Regions from separate parts of the Sus scrofa genome. Here regions 1 and 2 are each linked to region 3. The links are chromatin contacts, called in public Hi-C and HiChIP or PLAC-seq maps. All regions are on one chromosome and are shown on one strand. Each heading gives the region's core, a stretch centred on a gene start, on an enhancer-like site or on the middle of the called end of the contact. The rest is flanking DNA. Distances are from core to core; before and after follow the strand shown.

Region 1 (3,140 bases), core at 373-2,872, 69 kb before region 3:
AGGGGGAAAGAGTAACTTTATAGTAGAGAAACCTGACAAACACCACCTCAGCAGGGTTATCAAGATTAATGTCAGTAGTGATAATTCACATTGATAGCTTGTAACCTTAATGTGGCACTAGAATAGCACTCGACCTCTGTGGTCTTCCCAACACCTACAAGCCCGTCTAATCATGAGAAAAATATCAGCTAGATCCCAGTTAAGGAATATTCTACAAAATACCTGCTCGTATTCCTTAAAATTGTCAAGGTCATCAAAAACAAGGGAAGTCCAAGAAACTGTCACAGCCCACAAGAGCTTAGGGAGACATGCCAACTAAATGTCAGGATGGCCTTACGTGCACTTGCTGATCCTGGGACAAAACACTAAGGTGGGATGAAAGCATAGCAGTCACCCTTCCAAAGGTTAGGGAAGCATCTCCGTGAATGCAGGTAAGTCTCCACCAATTTTCCTGACCCTCTGTGACATCAAAGGCTGAAATTTCTTTTCTTTTTTTTGGCCTGCCTGTAGCATGCGGAAGTTCCCTGGCTAGGGATCATCAAACCCACGCTACAGCAGTGACCCAGGCCACCGCAGTGACAATGCCAGATCCTTAACTGGTTGTGCCACAGGGGAACTACTGTCCCTCTTTTCTCATCATCTCTAAAGTAGGAATTATAATTGTAACCACCATCGTCACATCTTTTGTGAGAAGCAAGTAAAATAAATTATGCAGGGTGCTTGGTCAAGTCCTTAGTTCTCAATAAACATCAGCCACTTACTATTGCACTTTGTATGATTCATTTATAATACATTTTTTTCCTCTTGACAGAGTTTAAGAAAACTGTGAACCAGGTGTTGGAAAATCAAAACGACCAAAGGGGGCATTGAGTGATTACAGAGGTAGTTACTACAGGGAGCAGCTACCAGACTATTCTGGAGAATCAAAGGAAAGAATCTGAGTTTGCTGTTTTTTCATTTTTTTAATTAACAGCTTTATTGAGGATAACTTACACACCATAAAATTCATTGGAAGTGTATGCTTCAAAGGACTTTTTAGTAAATATATACAGCTGTGCAATCATTACCATAATCTAATTTCATTTTCACTTTTTTAATTGAAATGCAATTGACATACAATATTATGTTCCAGTGTACATCAGAAAGCAGTTTTAGAACATTTTTATCACCTCTGAAAATTCCCTCAACTCTATTTGCATTCGACACCCCCCACTCCCTCTTCCACACCTGGCCCCAGGTTAACACTGCTCTCTGCTTGGCAAGACTTGTCTAGTACAGTGTAAGTTAAAAAAATTCGGCAATAAAAGATCGTGCAAACGAGATGCTATTTAGAAACAGGGTTCACGGATTTAAAAATGATCACAAGTTAAAAGTTGTTTATAATTTCAAATAACATAGAAAGCATCATAAAGCAAAATTTTTAAAAGCGAGAAGAAAGGTTAGAAGAGGCTCCAGTTTGAGGCAGCTAGAACTGAAGTTGGGGCGCTACAAAGGGAGAGTAAGGTGTCACATGGGAGCTTCAGAGTGTAGCGCACACCAGTACCGGACCTGAGGCTACACCACCCTCACCTGAGCCAACCCGCCCCAGCCCTGGTCTCGCGCAGGCGCAGTGACTCCGGCTTGCCTGCGGGGAGCGGGCTGGGGGCGGAGCCCGAACGAGCGTTTGCATCGATCGCGAGCTCCTAGCGATTGCTTCTGTCTGTACTGTTAGTATGGCGTCCGCGAGAAAGCGGAGAGGCGGCGGGAACTCGGGTCGGGTCTCGCTCTGTGCTGACAGCAACCTCGCTCTGTACTGACAGCAACCCAGGGCCGAGTGGGCTATGGGGGAGCCCGGCTCCCTGGTCACGGGAGGCCGCGCCGGTGACCGGAGCTGGTGCTTGCGGCGGGTGGGGATGAACGCCGAGTGGCTGCTGCTGGAGGACGGAAAAGAGGTGAGGGGGAGGGGTCCTACTGATGCGAGGAAGGGGGTTGGAGGAGGTGGGGCAGGAGGGAGGCCAGGCGTCCCGACAGGGTGAGGTAGGGATGAATGGTAAAGAGGAGGTGGGGGAGGAAGAGGAGAGAGAGGTGAAGGCTGGGTCCTGGAGGAGGGAAAGTAGAAAGGAGTCTGGTGCGAGCTGTTGGGGTGTCTGAGGTGGGGGGTGTCAGGGGAAGTAGGACAGCCTGGGAGAAAAGATGGCCACTTCCGGAGCGGCCTAAGCCGGAGGGAAGAGCTGGGACCGATGTCCGGGTTGCGAAAAGAAGCCTGGAAGAGGGGCCGAAGGAGAGGTGGCCGTAGGGGTGGCCCAGAACCTGAGGACTGCTGGGGTTTTGTGGGGGAAGGAGGCGACTAGGTTGATGGGTTAGGGGTCTAGGACCTGTTGGGGTCGCACGAAGCTCTGCAGCCCCCTGCCAGGGAGGCGGAGCTGCCCCAACTTCGGAGTCAGAATGGCCCACGGTCGGGGGAGGGGGGAAACAGCTGCTGAGAGAGTGAACTTTTTCAAGTTTCTTTTAAAAAAGATTTCAAGTTTGGGTCGGGTCCCTTAAAATACTCAGACTATAACGTTAAAATGGCTTCTGTCTTTCCAACTCTGGGGAAAATTGGCGCTTTGGTGTGGGCCACAATTACCCTGAGTCTGGGTACTGCCCATTGGCATTCTCTGAGATGGGTTGGGGTAGGTAGGGCTTCAGAAATATAATAATTCTCTCTAAAAGGCTGCTTATAATGTTCTCTAATGGAATCATAAATGCAAAATTTTCCTTCTTTTTTGTTTTTTAGGGCCAAACCCACAGCATATGGAAGTTCCCAGGCTAGGGATCAAATTGGAGCTACAGCTGCCGGCCTAGCCACAGCCACAGCAACCCAGGATCCTAGCAGCGCTGGGACCTACACCACAGCTCAGGGCAACACCAGATCTCCGCCCCACTGAGCAACGCCAGGTATTGAGCTCTTGTCCTCATGGATACTAATGAGATTCGTTTCTGCTCTGCCCCAACAGGAACTTGCCAAAACAAAAATTTTAAAGAGGGTAGATTTGGCATGGTTTCAGTTCAGGGCTGCTAGACTAGGGTAATGGTTCTGGAGAAGGTGATGTTAGAGAGAAGGGGAGTAGAGAGAGTGCAGTCAGCTTGGGAAGTAGGGCTAGATCAGAGACCAGCTTGTA
Region 2 (3,396 bases), core at 702-3,201, 85 kb after region 3:
AATCAGCTGATCAATACAAAACCTTGTTTTGTGTGTGTTTCTGTTTAAAGAGACCTTATATAATATATAGTTGATTAACTGACACTGAGCTCACATCCAACAGCAGCATAACTCATGCCTGAGAAAGCTTATCTAAAACACATTCTCCATAAGGCATGTCATAGCCTTCTTGCACCTTGGAAAACTAAACAGCACTTCAGCACCACACTTGAGGGCCATTTTAAACAACAAAATCACCAACAAAAAAGCACAAAAAGGCAGGAAACTTGGCATTAGAGACGAGAAAAAGGATACTTATTTGCAGCACAAAGAAGAGTGGAAAAAGACATAGCCTTCTTCTACCTGAACTGGCCATGTGGGCCTCGGTCGGATGAATCAAATCTTGCCACTTTCAGTTAATTACTGTGAAAGTATTTCTAGTATTGGTCTAGAGGTTACAAACCCATTTTAACAAGCAAATTCACAAATACAGAATCTGCTAATAATGAGGATCAACTGTAGTTGCAACAGAGCCCATATGGCCGACAAGGCCTAAGACAGTCACTCTCTGATCCTTTACAGACAACACCTACCAATCCCTGCTCTAGCCTGTTAGGAAAACAAACAATTTTCTTGTTCTTGAAGCCACTGACTGAATTTTGGGGTTTCTCTGTTAGAGCAGCTTATCGTGTCCTAATACAGGCTATAAAGCCTATGCCCTTTCCGCTAAGAGTGTCATCTCTTTTTTGCATCTGAATTTTCTTTTACAAGGTGATTCACTTTTCCATCAAGCTTTTTTCCCACCAAGTATGCCAGTATTTCTCAAGGGGTGGTACTAAAACCTGCATAAGCATGTGTGTAGCTTGTTAAAAATGTAGATTCTTAAAAAAAAGGAAAGAAAAAAATGTAGATTCTTTGTTAAAAACACACACCCAAGTCCTACTAAATTACTCAAGATAGAGGAGAATTCAACTGTCCATTTTTAACAAGACGTTTCTTCATGCATTTTTAAGACTGAGAACTGATGAACTAGTAATAAGTTCAAGATAATTATCCAGTATCTTTCTTGCAACTCCTGGGAGGGTGATTTAAAGGAACTGTAACACAAGAGAAACAAGATGCACCAGGAGGCAAATCACCTGGGCTTGATTCTCCATGCTTCAACCCCTTCAACCTGGACTCTACTTGGAACCTCAGTTTCCCCATCTATAAAAATTTCACAGGCTTGTAGTGAGGATTAACCAAGAATGCAAATAGAGTAACAAAGGCCAGTTGCTCAATAGACATCAATTTTCTTCCCCTTCCATGTGCAGTCAATTATTTGTAAGCTCTTTGGGAACATCACCATTCCAGAATTCTCTACAAATTCCCACAGGTTCCCATAGTATAATTTTTAAGCGACACGCTTCAGTACCCCAGAGGAAAAACTTCCCATCTCAGGGGGCAGTTAAGCCATCGGTAACAGATTAAACAGTATGGGCATCCCCACCTTTCCGGGTCCCCTCATTTACAGGTCTCTACCCCTCTGGGAAACCCTCACCACGAAGTACAAGCCCCTTTAGGGTTCCCCTCATTTAAAAGTCGCCCATCAGGGCCCCCTGATTTCCGTCTCGCTCTCCTTGGGGCTCCCCTTCCTCCAGAGGGAAAGAGACACGGATCTCCGCGTCTCGTACTCTCACCTTCTGTTCTCAACCCCTGTGGCCCCTCAGGCTCTCCAACCTTCGGATCCTCGTATTCCTCACCTCCGGGCACTCCATCTGGCCCTCTCACCACCCTCGCGGCCCTCTCGCAAATTCACGTCGCCCTCACTTCCTCCCCTCACCCACTCCTCCAACCTGCAACCGGGTGGACCCACTACCCCTGCATGGAGAGAAGGCAGTTAACCGTGTGGCCCACCCCCCATTTCTCCCCTCACCTCTAGAGCTACGCCCAGATTCTCCCGCTTCTTTTTGGTCATGTTACTTGCTGGGATCTCCGAGTCATTATTGGACGCGCCCACCAGTAGCACTACGCATGCGCAAACCCTCGTGCTTCTCTCTCATTGGTCACCGAGATGGCTGGCCGCGGGACTACTGGCGGTCGCCATCTTATTGAGGGGCGTAGCCGGTTGGGCCCGGCCATGTTTGTGAGGGGAACCACTATTTGAGGCTTCAAGCTAGGGGGCGGCGGGAAGAGAATGAGCCCATTGGCGCGGGAGGAACAATGGCCCGCCCAGGGGTGGAGCTGCCCCTTTCCTTACTAAAAGAAAGCCACTTTACCGCACAGAAAGGGTCATTTTCTTTCACCCCATCTCCTTCGTGTCCTTCATCCTTTTTGTAACCACCCCGCTCAGTGCGAGGCCAACTCCCACCCTTTAATTCTGTCAAGTTCTTCTCAACCTTCAAGGCCCATCCTGAAGCGCTGTGCCTCCATGAGCCCCTTCGCCTTTGAGGATGTTAATGACTTTCTGTTGTTGTTTCTCCGTTGTGTCTTGTTTGTACTCATTTTTCTTGTTGTGTCGGAAGAACAGTCTACAAACATCATAGAAAACTTTTAAGTGAAAAGCAGCATCCTTGGAGTTCTCTTGTGGCTCAGGGGTTAAGGATCACTGCAGCGGCCCAGGTCACTTTGTGCTGGTTCGATCCTGGCCCAGGAACTTCCACTTGCCACAGGGGCGTCCAAAAAAAAAAAAAAAAAAAAAAAATCCTGCCACTCCTAACACAGGTCTAGCTTTGTTTCTGAGTATTTCCTTCCAGGCTTGGTCTCAGTCACAGTATTTTATACCGTTGTAATCCTAATGATGTAGACTCTTTGAAATGCTTTGTGATCTGACGATTTAAAAAAAAAAAATTTGTGTGATGTCCCAGTTACTCATATACGCTACACCAAAATTTCCTGATAAGCAACTTTACCACCTGCAATACTCTCAAATATTTTCTAATCTAGTCTATTTAATTAAAAAATAGGTTGGTGACAGGATACTTATTAAGCTTATCTCATAATTAATGGATACTGAACTGCAATTTGAAACAGACATTTCCCCACACCTTGAAATCATCATTTGTGATGGCTGCATATGCCACCACATGAATATATCCCATTCTTACATTGGATATTATTTTATCAGACATTACCTCCAAATAATGCTAAAGCAGATATTTTTTGTGTACATAGCCCTGGCTGAATTATTTAAGATAAATTCGCACAAGTGGAATTATTGGGTCAAAGACTATAAGACTGGAATTGAAGCTGCTTATTTTCTGACGGGTTATCTCTCTGTTGGAGTCTGTGTTTCTGTGTGTGAATAATAACCCCAACTCTGTGTTTGGGGAAAAAAAGTGTTTTTGGATCTGTGTTCTCTTCTTGATAGAGTCATTGAATGATGGAGCTGGAGGGGACCTGAGATACAATCTTGCCTGGCTGCCTGACTGAGGCCCA
Region 3 (3,465 bases), core at 698-3,197:
TTTGGTATGATTATAAATTTTTAGATACAACATCAAAGGAATGATCCATGAAAGAAATAAGTGACATACTGGACTTTGTTTTTTGTTTTTTTTTTTTGTCTTTTTGCCATTTCTTGGGCCGCTCCCACAGCATATGGAGGTTCCCAGGCTAGGGGTCCAACTGGAGCTGTAACTGCCAGCCTACGCCAGAGCCACAGCAATGCAGGATCCGAGCTGCCTCTGCGACCTACACCACAGCTCACGGCAACTCCGGATTGTTAACCCACTGAACAAGGGCAGGGATCGAACCCGAAACCTCATGGTTAGTTGGGTTTGTTAACCACTGAGCCACTATGGGAACTCCAGTTTTTTTTTTTTTTTTTTTTTTTTTTTTTTTTCTTTTAATGGCTTCACCTGCAGCTGATTGAAGTTCACAAGCCAGGGATGGAATCCTAGCTGCAACTGTGACCTACTATGCAGCTGCAGCAATGCTGGCTCTTTAAGCCACTGTTCTGGGTTGGGAATCAAACTGACAGCCTTAGCAGATACTCTGGCTGCTGCAGAGACAATGCCGGGTCCTTAACCTGCTGTGCTACATCAGGAACTCCAGTTGCTTGTTTGTTTAAATCACTTTGGTTTTGGGGAGAATGCACTACAGGGATCCCAGCTGGAGACAGGCACAATGATTTGGAGATTACTGGAGAAATTCTGATGAGAAAGGGTGACTGCACCATTGGTGGCAATGGGAATGGAGAAGAGTGGACAGATTTGAGAATTAGTAGGTAAATTAATTAGTAGGTAAGTGCATATTGGTGCCTACAGGGAATGAGGAAGGTTGGGCCCCCCTCATATTTATGTTTGGACCAATGGTGGTGACTCTGACAGGAAAAAGAGCAGGCTTATGGGTGAACAGAAGGTCTGACCTGAATTTATGGGTGTGAGGTGACCGAGTGGGGATGTTCGGAAGACTTTTGGCTACGTTGGTCTGAAGATTGGAAGAGAGGTTTGGCATTGGAAGCCATCTGTGTCCATATGGTAAGATGGCATAGGTGGCACTCCTTTTTTCCTCAGGATCTTTGTTCCGTATCTGCAGTGGATGTACCATATGCTGCACGTTGGGGATACAACGGTGAACAAGAAGACTGGGTTTCTGGAGTTCCTGTCATGGTGCAGCAGAAAGGAATCCGACTAGGAACCATGAGGTTTTGGGTTTGATCCCTGGCCTTGCTAAGTGGGTTAAGGATCCGGTGTTGCCCGTGAGCTGTGGTGTAGGTCGCAGACACAGCTTAGATCTGGTGTTGCTGTGGCTGTGGTGTAGACTGGCGAAACAGCTCCAATTCGACCCCTAGCCTGGGAACCTCCACCAGCGGCCTAAAAAAAAAAAAAAAGACTGAATTTCTGCTCTCAAGTGTCTTAATCTATAAAATTAAAATGATCTATAAAATCAAAATAATAGTGATATTAAGAGAGATGAGTTGGAAGTTCCTGTTGTGGCTCAGCAGCAAGACGTCCGACTAGTATCCAGGAGGATCCATGAGGACGCGGATTCCATCCATCCCTGGCCTCACTCAGTGTATTTCCGATCCTGCGTTGCTTGAGCTGTGGTGTAGGTCGCAGACACGGCTTGGATCCTGCGATGCTGTGGCTGTGGTGTAGGCCCAGGGAACTTCCATATACCGCAGGTGCGGCCCTAAAATGCAAAAAAAGAAAAAAGAAAAAAAAAAGAAAGAGAGAGAGAGCTGAGTTGAATTCCGTTCTCGTTCCCAGAGCAGAAAAAGATACTTGCATACTTTAGCTTTTATAACCTGTTCGGGCTGGGTCTTTTGCGCAGGCGCCCTGGACTGCCCTGGGGGCAGGGGGTGGGGCGGGCCTGAACCGAGAGCTCTGCCCCGGGGCCTGGGCCCGGGAGGGTGGAGGGAGTGGGCTGCCCTGACGTCATCAAGCTGCGCGGCCCGCAGGGCGGGACCCAGAGCGCGACAGCGCGGCCGGCAGATCCGGGCGGGCTTGTGGGGAAGCGAAACTGAGGGAGGAGGCGGCTCTGGCAGCGGCAGGGCCAGGCCTGGTGGCGGCGGCATCGGCGGCCTGATTCCCCCCTCTCCGCTCCTTGGCAGCTCGCCCTCTTCCCTCAGCGTGAGTGCCGACGCGCGGCCCGGGGGGAGCGAGCGGGCGGGCGCGCGGGCTCAGCATCCACTCCTCTGCCGCTGCCTCGGCCCCCCCACCGGCGGTCGTGACCCTCACCGCCCCCTCTCTCTCCTCTCCTCCCTTATACCCTTTCCCCCCGCGCCCTCTCCCCAATTCTCCAGCTCCGCGCAGCCCGAGCTGCTGCTGACAAACGTCTTGCGCACACATTCACACACTCACGTTATCTACAAATGAAGACTGGCCCGGGGTTTATGGGAGCTCTTCTCTTACCCGTATGAATAGGGATGGCAGTGCAAAACCGAGGCCCGGGGAGGGAAGACTGGAGAGGGAATTTGAACCCTTAACCTTGGGGAGCAGCAGGTAGAACCAGGCCTTCTGCCTTCCACGTAGAAGTTCCCTGCCAGGACACATTCTTTTGCCCTGTGTAGGTCACTTGAGCTGGGCACTGGTTAGCTGTGTGGCCTTACCCTCTCGGGCCTCAGTTTTTTTTTGTAGTGGAAAAGGGGAAGGTTGGGTGAGGTGATTTAGGAAGGCCCAAATCTATGGTGGTTTGGGAGGAGCATCAGTCTCCTGCTTTTCGCACACTGCTTCTCCTTTCCTTTCACCCACCTAAACCCAGTTACTGAGTGCTTCCAGTCTCCCGCAGAGTCGCTAAGAATCAGAAGGCCAGTTTTTGCTTAAGTTATAGGCCTTTTGGGGGGCCTTTTTTTTGGGTGGGGGGGAATTTAAGACCGCCCTTTAAAGTGAAATGTGGCGCAGCCTGGTTTTGCTTTCTGTTTATTCAACGGTCTCCCGTTCTTTCTACTGGCCCAGGGTAGCTCCTGCCTGTCCCTAGTAAGAGGCTGCCTCCTTAGGAAGGATGAGATTTTTTTTTGTTGGGTTAGCCGACTCATCCTTGAGCTGGAGAGAAGTGAAAGGTGATTCATGTTTGAATCATGAAGGGATCAGTGGTATCTTTGGATCTCATCACTCTCTCGCTGCTGTGACCCATGCACCTCTCCTCTACCAAGGAATTGCAGCCCAGGTGGTCACCCACCTGTTTTGAGTACTTTCTCTTTTCTGAGTTCTCTTACAGCAAACAGTAGAGTGTAAACCACACTGTATTCACTTCTACTTTTGCTTTTTCTTTAATTTGATCGTTCATTAAGCTTTCAGGAATCTCATCATCACTTTATTTCATCTCATTTTTTTCCCCCTTCATGCCCTCCTCTCATGCTTACTCATGGGCATGGATGATGGTGACATGGTGCCTTTGCTGTTTCCATTCTTTTTTGTGGACGTGGGGTTCTTGTCCTTAAAATTATTGTTTCGGTACATAGGTCCTAGGATAGGCTATCTCCGGTC

What was found. A called contact is a pair of places that touch in the nucleus more often than the background predicts. HiChIP or PLAC-seq counts read pairs in DNA pulled down with a chosen protein or histone mark.
Region 1: a contact with region 3 is called in an H3K27ac HiChIP or PLAC-seq map of alveolar macrophages. The contact joins the promoter of RNF8 here to the promoter of CMTR1 in region 3. A contact is called at or near these places in 5 of 47 Hi-C or Micro-C datasets (epiblast stem cells, heart right ventricle, liver and 1 more) and 2 of 2 datasets of contacts at active chromatin or transcription factors (alveolar macrophages and skeletal muscle).
Region 2: a contact with region 3 is called in a Hi-C map of liver, with 7 times the contacts expected there. The contact joins the promoter of CCDC167 here to the promoter of CMTR1 in region 3. A contact is called at or near these places in 3 of 47 Hi-C or Micro-C datasets (heart right ventricle, liver and skeletal muscle) and 1 of 2 datasets of contacts at active chromatin or transcription factors (alveolar macrophages).

The regions. Positions count from the first base shown.
Region 1 is chr7:32,930,164-32,933,303 of Sscrofa11.1, forward strand. It overlaps RNF8 (E3 ubiquitin-protein ligase RNF8), which reads left to right and starts at 1,623. Exons shown (of 8, transcript XM_005665930.3): 1 at 1,623-1,931. The coding sequence starts at 1,821.
Region 2 is chr7:33,083,779-33,087,174 of Sscrofa11.1, forward strand. CCDC167 (coiled-coil domain containing 167) reads right to left here and starts at 1,952. Exons shown (of 4, transcript NM_001243364.1): 1 at 1,895-1,952. The coding sequence starts at 1,936.
Region 3 is chr7:32,998,552-33,002,016 of Sscrofa11.1, forward strand. CMTR1 (cap-specific mRNA (nucleoside-2'-O-)-methyltransferase 1) reads left to right here and starts at 1,948. Exons shown (of 25, transcript XM_001924210.5): 1 at 1,948-2,109.